Regions from separate parts of the Mus musculus genome. Here all the other regions are linked to region 2. A link is a contact called in public Hi-C and promoter capture Hi-C data. All regions are on one chromosome and are shown on one strand. The core of a region is the stretch at or near the end of the contact, and the rest is flanking DNA. Distances in the headings are between cores, read along the strand shown. Region 1 holds the start of Dhx58 (DEXH (Asp-Glu-X-His) box polypeptide 58). Region 2 holds the start of Psmd3 (proteasome (prosome, macropain) 26S subunit, non-ATPase, 3). Region 3 holds the start of Ifi35 (interferon-induced protein 35).

What was found. Promoter capture Hi-C pulls out the DNA fragments that hold promoters and counts their contacts. A called contact is a pair of places that touch in the nucleus more often than the background predicts.
Region 1: a Hi-C map of B cells shows a contact between it and region 2, with 6 read pairs. The contact joins the promoter of Dhx58 here to the promoter of Psmd3 in region 2. A contact is called at or near these places in 1 of 484 Hi-C or Micro-C datasets (B cells) and 1 of 115 datasets of contacts at active chromatin or transcription factors (astrocytes).
Region 3: a contact with region 2 is called in a promoter capture Hi-C map of embryonic stem cells, with 3 times the contacts expected there. The contact joins the promoter of Ifi35 here to the promoter of Psmd3 in region 2. A contact is called at or near these places in 1 of 39 promoter capture datasets (embryonic stem cells) and 1 of 115 datasets of contacts at active chromatin or transcription factors (astrocytes).

The regions. Positions count from the first base shown.
Region 1 is chr11:100,702,600-100,706,160 of GRCm38.p6, forward strand. It overlaps Dhx58 (DEXH (Asp-Glu-X-His) box polypeptide 58), which reads right to left and starts at 1,672. Exons shown (of 13, transcript NM_030150.2): 1 at 1,572-1,672; 2 at 1,302-1,470; 3 at 895-1,096; 4 at 480-670. The coding sequence starts at 1,469. Kat2a (K(lysine) acetyltransferase 2A) reads right to left here. Exons shown (of 18, transcript NM_001038010.2): 14 at 3,484-3,561; 15 at 3,360-3,396; 16 at 3,162-3,225; 17 at 2,977-3,061; 18 at 2,147-2,832. The coding sequence ends at 2,639.
Region 2 is chr11:98,680,552-98,684,378 of GRCm38.p6, forward strand. It overlaps Psmd3 (proteasome (prosome, macropain) 26S subunit, non-ATPase, 3), which reads left to right and starts at 2,003. Exons shown (of 12, transcript NM_009439.1): 1 at 2,003-2,386. The coding sequence starts at 2,179.
Region 3 is chr11:101,446,539-101,449,999 of GRCm38.p6, forward strand. It overlaps Ifi35 (interferon-induced protein 35), which reads left to right and starts at 1,874. Exons shown (of 7, transcript NM_027320.4): 1 at 1,874-2,084. The coding sequence starts at 2,064.

The DNA of each region.
Region 1 (3,561 bases), core at 422-2,921, 2.0 Mb after region 2:
GAGATCCTGAGTTTAAGTCTCAGCAACCACATGGTGGTTCATGACCATCTCATCTCATGAGATCTGGTGCCCTCTTCTGGCCTGTAGGCATACCTGCAGGCAGAACGCCGTACGCATGATAAAGAACGAAAGAAAAAGCAGTTCCCATTTTCATAGTTCCCAGGTCAAACAGCTTCCAGTTTATAGCACGAACGAACTCCGAAAATAATTAAAATTAGTTCTATGACAGAGTAGTGGGGATGGCCAGGGGAGACTGTGACAATGACAGGGCTGTTCACTGAATGGTGAAAACGAATCTGATGGAGGTTCAAAAGCAAGGGCATTTCCAGGCAAAAGGAATAGTAAGTTCAAAGGGTCCCACAAGCCTCATATGCTCAAGGTAGCGGAAGAGACGAGCATAGCCATAGTATGAAGAGTATATTTGGTAGGACTGGGAGGCAAGACAAGCAAAGATCTATGGTGGGAGGGGCTCAGCTGACCTGTAGGATGTGATCAATGGCCCCTTGGAGCTTGGTGGCCCCTCCAGTGCCTGGGGAGGCTGTGAGACCCAGGACCTGGGGGAGGGGCTCTGCCTTCTTCAGCTTCTGTTCTAGGTACCGGCTCAAGATGGTGTTGTAGACGGTGTCCTTGTGGGTGTGGTGACACTCGTCCACCACAATCAGCGAGAATTCTGGGGGCACATGAGAGACAGTGGACGGCTGCTGCTGCTGCTTCTTTCTCATAGCACTTTTGTGAAGCCCTCATTTTTCTCTGAAGTTTTCCTCTTCCCTTCCCTACTTTGGGCTGGGTCCCAGACAGGGAGCAGGTAGGAATGAAAGCGAGGCTGGGCTAGAGGAAGGAGGCTTGCTTGCCCAGGAGCACGTCCTGTGAGCAGGTCACGGCTTTCCCCCTCACCTCTGAGCTCTACGTGTTCATCCTCCTCAGAGCTGTTGAGTGCCAACTGTAACAACTCTGCCGTACAGATGAGCAGGTCGTGGCTCCGAGCCATCAGGCCAAAGCCAGCTCGGGATCCCATGTCCCCACTCAGGGTTGTTACAGTCCAGTGTTTATCCAGCATGCGCCTGAACTCCTCGGCGTGCTGGCTCACCAGGTGTACCTAGGAGTGAAGAGTAATGAAGAGAACTTGGATTGGGGTGGGGGGTGGAAAATGGCAGTTGTTGGGAGTTGGGGTGGGGGAAGGTGGGAGGAGCAAGATGTCAGGACCCAGCCATCTCCTGAACCAAGGAGAGGAGACCTGGCAGAGCGGTCGTCTAGAAGAGATGAGCTAAGAGACCCCACTTTGGGAAGGGCAGACCACTCACCCTATTGACCAGTACCACCACCTTGCCTCTGTCTACCGTCTCTAGATGCCTCTTGGCTACAAAGGCAGCTGCCCGGGTCTTCCCAGCACCCGTGGGCAGCCATATAATGATATTCTTGCCCTCCAGAGCAGGTAAGATCACTTCCCACTGGTAGGGTCGCAGCTCCATTCTGGAATGGCAGAGAGATCAGAACACGTACTGTCCCCTTCCTCCCAGCCAGCCCAGTAAGCTTCAGAGGCTGTTCTTAGCCAAGAACTCGTAGATAACTACCTGGAGCCTGCACTGGCCAGGATTAGGATGGGGTTTGGAAATGAATAGCAGCAGACTAGGCTGGTCTCTGCGGAGGTTTCTGGAGCTCTAGAAATGAAACTGAAACAAGGGGAGGAGCCAGCCAGAGCTGGAGCCCAACCCAGCCATCAAAAAAAAAAAAAAAAAAAAAAAAAAATTGAAGACTGGCAAGGGAGATGCTGACAGTCACTGCTCCTGGGTTCCCTATTTCCTCATCTGTTTTCAGTTGGCAGTAACCCTGTCCATCTGGGCTGAGCTTAAGGCCTGGAGGGGCTGACCTTGGCTGCCTGTTTCCTGGACCAGGAGTCAGGAAATAGGCAGGCATTAAGGACAAGCTCTTGCTCTCCCTTTGCAGGGGAGACAGGCTGGAAGTTATTGAAGCAGAGGAGGTGAGGGACGGCAGTCAGCCAGGTCCATCACCCCACTATATATTGCAGGGGTCAGTGGCACCAGTGTAGCCTGAAGTTAGGCTTTCAGGTTAGAAGAGTCAGGACTCGAGAAGCAAAGGTCAGCCTGCTAAGTCTAAAGCCGGACCCCCCCCCCAAAAAACAATCACACAGGGGAAAAAAAAAGCTTTATTGTTCCCTCCGAGGGATTAATGCCAAGGAATGAATGGTCCTCCTGCCCCCAATCCTGGAGGGACAGATAGACAACAGTGTAGGATAAGCCAAGGCCCCTCATGGTTCCTCCAGTCTGGGCTGTTTCCATGTGAAGGCTACTCACTGAATAGTCCTGGCCCTGGGAAACAGGCATGGGGACCAGGCTCAGGATGCTCAGCCTGCATGGCTCTATAAGGACCAACAGTTCATGCCCTGGCCACCAGACATTCTACAACGGGCTGGCCCCAGACCAGACGTCTCCCCAAGGTGGGATGCAAGGAAGGTGGAAAGAGAGCTGCTGGCTTGGGAGTGAGTGCCTGCTGGCCAGAAAGTCTGTAAGATCTGGGGTCCCTGGCTGGAGTTTCTCCAGCTGAGTCCGGGAGAGGGGGCCGGGAGCCCCCAAACGGATCTGAGGAGATGGAGGTGGATGTTGCGGATCCCAGCTGGGGGCTACTTGTCGATGAGCCCTCCCTCTTTGAGCTTGAAGTAGAAGAACTTCTCCAGGGCACTGGCGCAGCGACAGTATTCGCTGTCTGGGGGATTGTACTCCCGGCAGTTGGCGATGACCCGCTGCAGGTCAGCTACGAAGAGCTTCCGGGTCACATAGTAGCGACTGCGCAACCGTTCTGTCATGGTCTTCAGGTCTGGGTCACGAGAGAGAAGGCACATGACTTTAAGAGGTGAAGGGCTGTAACTGGGGCTGCCCACCATGGTACATGCAGACAGGAGTCAGGCTACCCTGTCAAGACTGGGGGCTTAGGCTGGGGAGTGAGTACAAGGGTCCTCACCAATGGGGAAACGGATAACCTCGTAGTAGTCAGGAGCCTCTGACTTCTTCACAGGTTCCATGAAGGGCCAGGCACTGGGGTGTGACTAGAGAGAAGAGAGGAGCTGAGGACAGGCCCAGTGTTCACCGCCCAACCGAAGACCGCCACCCACTTCAGTTACCGACAAGAAGACCTTGGCCTCCCACCTTGATCTGAGCCAGCAGGTTTTTGAGGGTCGTATATAGCTGATCAGGATCCTTAAGCTCCTTGCTGGAAATGACAGATACCGAGGCTGAGGTCTGGGTCCTTCTTGCCCTACTACACAAACACACACACACACAAACACGCACGCACACACGCCTCCATTCCTGTGGTCACTCCCCCTTGACTGAATGGACACTTACCCCTTCTCCTTTCCCAGTGGCTTCCAGCCTGTCTCTCCTGCAGAGGGGGAGAAAGCATCCCTCAGAATGCCTACCCATGCCCTGAGAATGCCCCCCTGCCCTCTCAGCCAAGGCCCCTGCTCACGAATGCCAGGGACGCTCTCCACCGGGATCTGCCTCACTCCCTCTTTGAAGCAGCTGAGTCCAGGGTAGACCTTGCGGA
Region 2 (3,827 bases), core at 753-3,252:
TGGCTTTCCATTTCAGAGGTTCAGTCCATTATCATCATGGTGGGAAGCATGGCATCTTACAGGCAGATGAAGGGCCGAAGACACCAAGACATCTTGATCAGAAGGCAGCCAAGCCAGGAGGAGACTCTCTTCCACTCTGAGCAGAGCTTGAGCACTAGGAGACTTCAAACCCTGCCCCCGCCCCCCCCCCCCCCACTGTGAAGCTCTTTCTCCAACAAGGCCACACCTAATAGTGCCACTCCTTATGGGTCAAGCAAGGTCAAACCACCAAATTTACATTCTTTAAAAAAAAAAAAAAGCCCAATGCCTGGCAAAAACAGAAGTGGATGCTCACAGTCAGCTATTGGATGGAACACAGGGCCCCTAATGAAGGAGCTAGAGAAAGTACCCAAGGAGCGAAAGGGGTCTGCAACCCTATAGGTGGAACAACGATATGAACTAACCAGTACCCCCACCCCCCAGCTTGTGTCTCTAGTTGAATATGTAGCAGAGGATGGCCTACTTGGCCATCAATAGGAGGAGAGGCCCCTTGATATTGCAAAGATCATATGCCCCAGTACAGAGGAATGCCAGGGCCAGGAAGCTGTGGTGGGTGGGTTGGGGAGCAGGAAGGGGGAAGGATATAGGGGGCTTTGGAGATAGCATTTGAAATGTAAGTGAAGAAAATATCTAATTAAAAAAAAAAGCATTTATGCTTAGTAGTGGTGGCAAATGCTTGTAATTCCAGCATTTGGGAAGCAGAGTGAGTTCCCAGACATCCAGGGCAATACAGAAAAACCTTTAAAAAAAAAAAAAAAGCATTTATTTATGGGGGAGGGGAACTCGAGCCTCAGCATGCTTATGGAGGTCAGAGAAAAGCGTGAGACTCAGTTCTCTCCTTCTACCATGGGACCCAGGGATCAAACTCGTGTCTTCATACTTGGCAAGCACCTTTACTCACTTGAGCCATCTCACCACCCCCTCAACATTACTTTCTTTTTTTTTTCTTTTTTTGGAGACAGGGTCTTTTTGTGTAGTTCCCGCTGTCCTGGAGCTTGCTATGTAGACCAGGCTGGCCTTGAACTCAAAGATCTCCCTAGTGCTGAGATTAAAGTTGTGTACCACTGAGATTAAAATTATGTACCACACCTAGCCCTACATTACATTCTTGAGCTGGTGTTTGTTTGTTTGTTTACTTTTTCGGGAAAGGGTTTCTCCGTGTAGCCCTGGTGGTCCCGGAACTCACTCTGTAAACCATGCTGAGCCTCGAACTCACAGAAACCCACCCGTCTCTGCTTCCTGAGTGCTGGGATAAAAGGCATGCACCACCACGCTGGGCATGTTGGGTTTTTCAACAATCTTATATATACTGGCCCTGAGCAGTATACAACGTGGACTCCTATTATTAAATTTGACTAATTCTACACAAATACACACGACCCCCACATTCCCAGGCTGCAGAGAAGGTATGCCTTATACTCAGCATTATACAAAAATTTGACAAGGAAGTTCGGATGCCCTGGGGGTTGAGCTCAGTTTATCGAAAGCCAAACAGCCTAGCTACACGTCCACAAGCTCCTTTTCTTTCTGGTGCTGGAAGCATCTGGCGGGCGTTGAGAGCACGAGCCTGGCGGATTTCATTGGGGACCTGACCCGCGCAAACTGGGAGAGCTTGACCGGGGCGGGGGTTAGGGGGGTGGAGAGGAATCTGCCCGGCAACTCATGATGTCATCCCCATCTGAGCTCCGATAGGTCCTACCCACTTACATGTTAGAGTCTGTTGTAGCCCAGCTTGGAGTCTAAAGTGACCTCTCGCGGACATCCAAAGATGTACACTAGAGAGGAAGATAAAATCACCACTCTCAGGTCCCACAAATTCCTGCAGACTCCTCCCAGTTCCTAGAAGGTCCGCCTTCATCGTTTCTTGAAGACTCCTCCCACTTCCTAGAAGATCCGCCTTCATCGTGCACCTCGGCTGTTGATTTATTTTCCCTCCCTGGACTCGGCCATCTGCTCGCCATGCCTGGCATTTCCCAGAAGCCCCAGCGCCGGGAAGGAGTTTGCAGCTGCTCGGTCATCGTGCGGCCCGACGCGAGCCCGCGCTGGTGTGCAGGCCCGGCTCTGTGCCTGGTCTCTGGTGTGAGGGTTTACGCGAGGCCCCTGCTTCGGTCCCCGGACTAGGCCTCGACCCCGGGCGCCATGAAGCAGGAGGGCTCGGCGCGGCGCCGAGGCGCCGACAAGGCAAAGCCGCCGCCGGGAGGGGAACAAGAACCGCCGCCACCGGCCCCCCAGGATGTGGAGATGAAAGAGGAGGCAGCAGCTGGGAGCGGCTCCACGGGGGAGGGAGACGGCAAGGCAGCTGCGACCGAGCACTCCCAGAGAGAGCTGGACACTGTCACCTTAGAAGGTACGGGAGCCCACGTCGGGGTCGTGCCGCGATCACCGGTGACAGCGGCCAGGGTGATGCGACTTCTTGCTGGGACCTCTGCGTAGCCTCCACCTACCTTGGTTCCTTCGGTCAATGGAGCTGGGGTCAGAAGTGCCCGCCCAACCACCCTGACTCCCTCGACCCCAGCCGATGACCGAACCTGTTCTCCAGTCTGCGGACTGCTCTCCTCCTCTGGGGTTGCATCTTAGTCTCACCGAGCCTTTTCTTCAGTCCTTCCCAGTGATCTACTCCATCCGACCGATTCTAGCGCCTGTTATTGCTATGTAGAAAGTAGCATTTGTATTTGTGTCTAGAGAAACCAGGGTAACAGATTACACTAGCCTCTTAGTTTAAGAGTTTATAAAAATGGGTTCTGTAGCTCTAGGCTCCTTTAGCAAACTCCCTCGGAGAGCCATTTCTACCTTCTGCCTTCCTTCTGTAGTTGAAGCATCTAAACTAAAAGTCCCGGTGCACTTTTCCACTCTCTTAAGGACCTTACCCCTCCTTTCCTAAAGAGTTCAAGCACACGCACGCTTTTACTTCTGAATCAGACCCCCTCCCCCCCCACCCCTGCCTTCTTTCTCTTTTAGTTTATAATGCCTACCTGTGGCCCCGACTCCTATAAGCCAACACCAGAGACCCGTTCTCAGGCTCCTATTGTCCCCTTGTCCCGCTTAAGTTGCTCTTTTACTTTTTCCACTTAGTATATCTTGTCCATGTGCGCGCGATGAGACTTTTCCGGGTGATCTGTAGTTTTTTCTCTCTGTGTGTGTGTGTGTGTGTGTGTGTGTGTGTGTGTGTCTCAACTGCACGAGAAACTACTTTAAAACATGGTGATAGGCCAAGTCATGCCCTGAGTTGTACTTTTGAGTGTAAGTATGTATAGACTGCATCAACTCCCATTCTAAACTTGGTAACAAGATCTGTATACAGTAAAGGTCTTCTTTCCTGAAATAAAAGTTTCCAGTGGCAGAAATGTCACTCAGCATCGTGAAATATTTCATGGTTTGTATTCACTGTAGAAATTCTGGAACATGTGAGCATTTTAAAGCAACAGGGAGAAACTTTTAACCAGAGTTGACATATTTCCTCGTGTATTTTCAAACTGCTCCATAATTGAAATCACTTAAGTATTCAATTTGGATCAGGGCATTCGTATGTAAAGATATTGTCATTTTCTTTTTGTTGTCTTCATTTAATACATCCATGAACATAGGGTTCAACTTATGCAAGAAGCATTTGTTGACTACTTAGTATAGTGATGGAGATTATATAAAGTCCAGAATCCGTTTCCCTGTTTGTGTGGGTGAATTAATAGCATTAGCTGTTTTGTTTGGGTTATTGTGAACATGGGAGCTCATGAGCTGTGCTAGCACATGATAGAAATACATGGTGGGCCCTCCATACATAGTCGCTGTAA
Region 3 (3,461 bases), core at 624-3,123, 2.8 Mb after region 2:
TGTGGCACCATCTCTGAAGCATAAGGGAACAACTTCAGGTGCTGGCTAGTGCAGGGTTAAGGAGTTTTGTCCAGGGTACTTTCTGTCTTGTCAGTGCTAAATGACTCAGTGAAAGATTCATTAAGAGAAATCCTGGGGGCTGGTGAGATGGCTCAGTGGGTAAGAGCACCCGACTGCTCTTACGAAGGTCCAGAGTTGAAATCCCAGCAACCACATGGTGGCTCACAACCATCCGTAACAAGATCTGACTCCCTCTTCTGGTGTGTCTGAAGACAGCTACAGTGTACTTACAAATAATAATAAATAAATCTTTAAAAAAAAAAAAGAAATCCTGAGGCTGGAGACACTGGTGGTTCAACAGTTCAGAACTCTGCACTTAGCCAGGCAAGGTGGCGCACGTCTTTAATCCCAGCACTCGGGAGGCAGAGGCAGGCGGATTTCTGAGTCCGAGGCCAGCCTGGTCTACAAAGTGAGTTTCAGGGCAGCCAGGCCTATACAGAGAAACCCTGTCTCGAAAAAAAAAAAAAAAAAAAGCACTGACTTCTTTCAGAGGCTCTGAGTTCAAATCCCAGCAACCACATGGTGGCTCACAACTATCTGTAATTAGAATCTGATTCACAACTCTGGTGTGTTTCTGAGGACGGCTACTGAGTGCTCATATAAATAAAAGGGGGCTGGTGAGATGGCTCAGTGGGTAAGAGCACCCGACTGCTCTTCCAAAGGTCCAGAGTTCAAATCCCAGCAACCACATGGTGGCTCACAACCATCCTTAATGAGATCTGATGCCCTCTTCTGGTGTGTCTGAAGACAGCTACAGTGTACTTACATATAATAAATAATAAATAAATCTTAAAAAAAAAAAAATAAATAAAAAATAAATAAATAAATAAATAAAAGGGCTTTTTAGTTGGGCTGGTGAGATGGCTCAGTGGATAAAAGCACTGACTGCGCCAGACAGTGGTGGCTCAACGCCATTAATCCCAGCACTTGGGAGGCAGAGGCAGGCGAGTTTCGGAGTTCCAGGCCAGCCTGGTCTACAAGACAGCATGGTTACAGGACAGCCAAGGCTACACAGATAAAACCCCTGTCTCGGAAACAATAAAACCAACAAAAAGCACTGACTGCTCTTCCGAAGGTCCTGAGTACAATTCCCAGCAACCACGTGGTGACTCGAAACCATCTGCAATGTGATCTGACTCCCTGGTCTGGAGTGTCTGATGACAGCTACAGTGTACTTACACATAATAAATAAATCTTTTTTAAAAGAAAAAGGTTACCAATAGCCATGTGGATACTGGGAGTTGAACCTGGGTCCTCTGGTACTCAACAGCTGAACCCTTTATATTTTGGGTTTTGGAGGTAGGATTTCTCTGTGTACCTGTGGCTGCCCTGAAAAATCACTCTGTAGACTAGGCTTGACTGGTCACAGAGATCCACCTGCCTCTTTGAACGCTGGCATCAAAGATGTGCCGCCGCCACTTGACTCACAGGTTTTTTTTGTTTTGTTTTTTTTTTTTGGTTTTTTGGAGACAGTTTCTCTGCATAGCCCTGGCTGTCCTGGAACTCACTTTGTAGACCAGGTTGGCCTCGAACTCAGAAATCCGCCTGCCTCTGCCTCCAGGGTGACTCACAGTTCTTTAATCACAGCTTTTTGGAGGCAAAAGCAGACAGATCTCAAGGGTGTGAAGCCAGCTAGAGCTGCAGTACTGAGAGCCTGTCTGTCTGGAAGTCTTAAAAATCCTACCATGGTTTATGCTAGAACTGGCTGCCTGGGAAAGTCTTCCCTTTGCGGTCCCAGGAGCACATGCCTGACTGGGTAGTTAGATTTGATGACTTGGAAGGCTCCGCCCAAGGGTGGGGCTGTATGCTCAGAAGCAGAATTCACAGAAATGAAAGTGGAAGTGAGGCCGGCAAGCAAGCAACAGCAGTGGAAGTGTGTTTCAGACGCTGCTGGAGGCTGAGGAGACCAGAGCCACCTCTGAGGGGTCAAAGAGTTTAGTCCTTCAGAACTCTTCACTGCCAACCCTGCTCTGAAGCCCCAGCTTCTGCCAGACGTGAGAGCCATGTCTGTGACCCTGCAAACTGTAAGTACGGGAGCAGGGGAGCATTTGTCGCATGTGGGGAGGGGCGGGAACACAGTGTTCTAGGCTTAGACCTGCTCGGCTCAAGCCTGCTAAGGGTGGAAGAGAAGTAGAGCGCTTAGGGTACCTTGGTCTGTGGATCTTGTCATTTACCTATTGTCAAAACCAGGACTCTGACACCTAAAGTAAGGACCTTGATCATTCTTTTTGGTTTTTCGAGACGGGGTTTCTCTGTTTAGCCCTGGCTGTCCTGGAACTCACTCTGGAGACCAGGCTGGCCTCGAACTCAGAAATCTGCCTGCCTGTGCCTCCCAAGTGCTGGGATTAAAGGTGTGCGCCACCACTGCCCGGCCTTGATCTTTCTTTATGTGGATGTATGCTTCAGGGTTGTAGAGAGCTGTAAGCATCAAAGGTTTCTGGCTATTCTAAACAGCAAAGGGAATACTCTGAGGTACTTCCCAGCCAAAAACTCCTCCCCTCAGAATGCCATGTCAACCTGACCATTGGTCCTCTCTGGGACAGGTGGTCTTTCTAAGTGCCTCTGACTGAGGCCACCTCAGATAGGCTAGGTTGAGCTGTGAAGTCTGCCTGCCAACAGCCAGTGAGGCCTCAGGAGGAAGCACAGTGGGCAGCCACCTTCGAGGAGGGATCCAATGCAGCTTGTCCTCAGCAGCTCTGCCTCCCCTTGTTAGTCTTCTGGCACGGAAAACTTCCATTTATCTCCCAGATACAATAAAAAAAGGGAGCGATTTGGAGCCAAATAAGGAAAAAGCAATATTGAAGAGCCAACCTGCCTGGTTTCAGATCCTAGTTTCTTCAGACATGTTGCACTGGACCAAACATTAGCTTTTCTAAAGTTGACAGTCTAATCCCTTCACTTACTATGTAGGGATATTACACTTCTTCACAAAGATACCTAGAGGGAAGGCTAGAGAGCTAGCTCAGTCTATAAACTGCTTACCTTAAGAGTATGAGAAGAGGGGCTGGAGAGATGGCTCAGTGGTTAAGAGCACTAAATGCTCTTCCAGAGGTCCTGAGTTCAATTCCCAGCAACCACATGTAATGGGATCCGATGCCCTCTTCTGATGTGCCTGAGAAAAGCAACAGTGTACTCACATACATAAAATAAACAAATCTTTAAAAAAAAAAAAAAAAAGCACGAGGAGAAATTCAGTACTTAAGAACTGAGATAACCAGGCTGGTGAGATGGCTCAGTGGTTAAGAGCACTGATTGCTCTACCGAAGGTCCTGAGTTCAAATCCCAGCAACCACATGGTGGCTCACAACCATCTGTAAAAAGATATGACTCCCTCTTCTGGTGTGTTTGAAGACAGCTACAGCGTACTTACATATAATAAATAAATAAATCTTTTTTAAAAA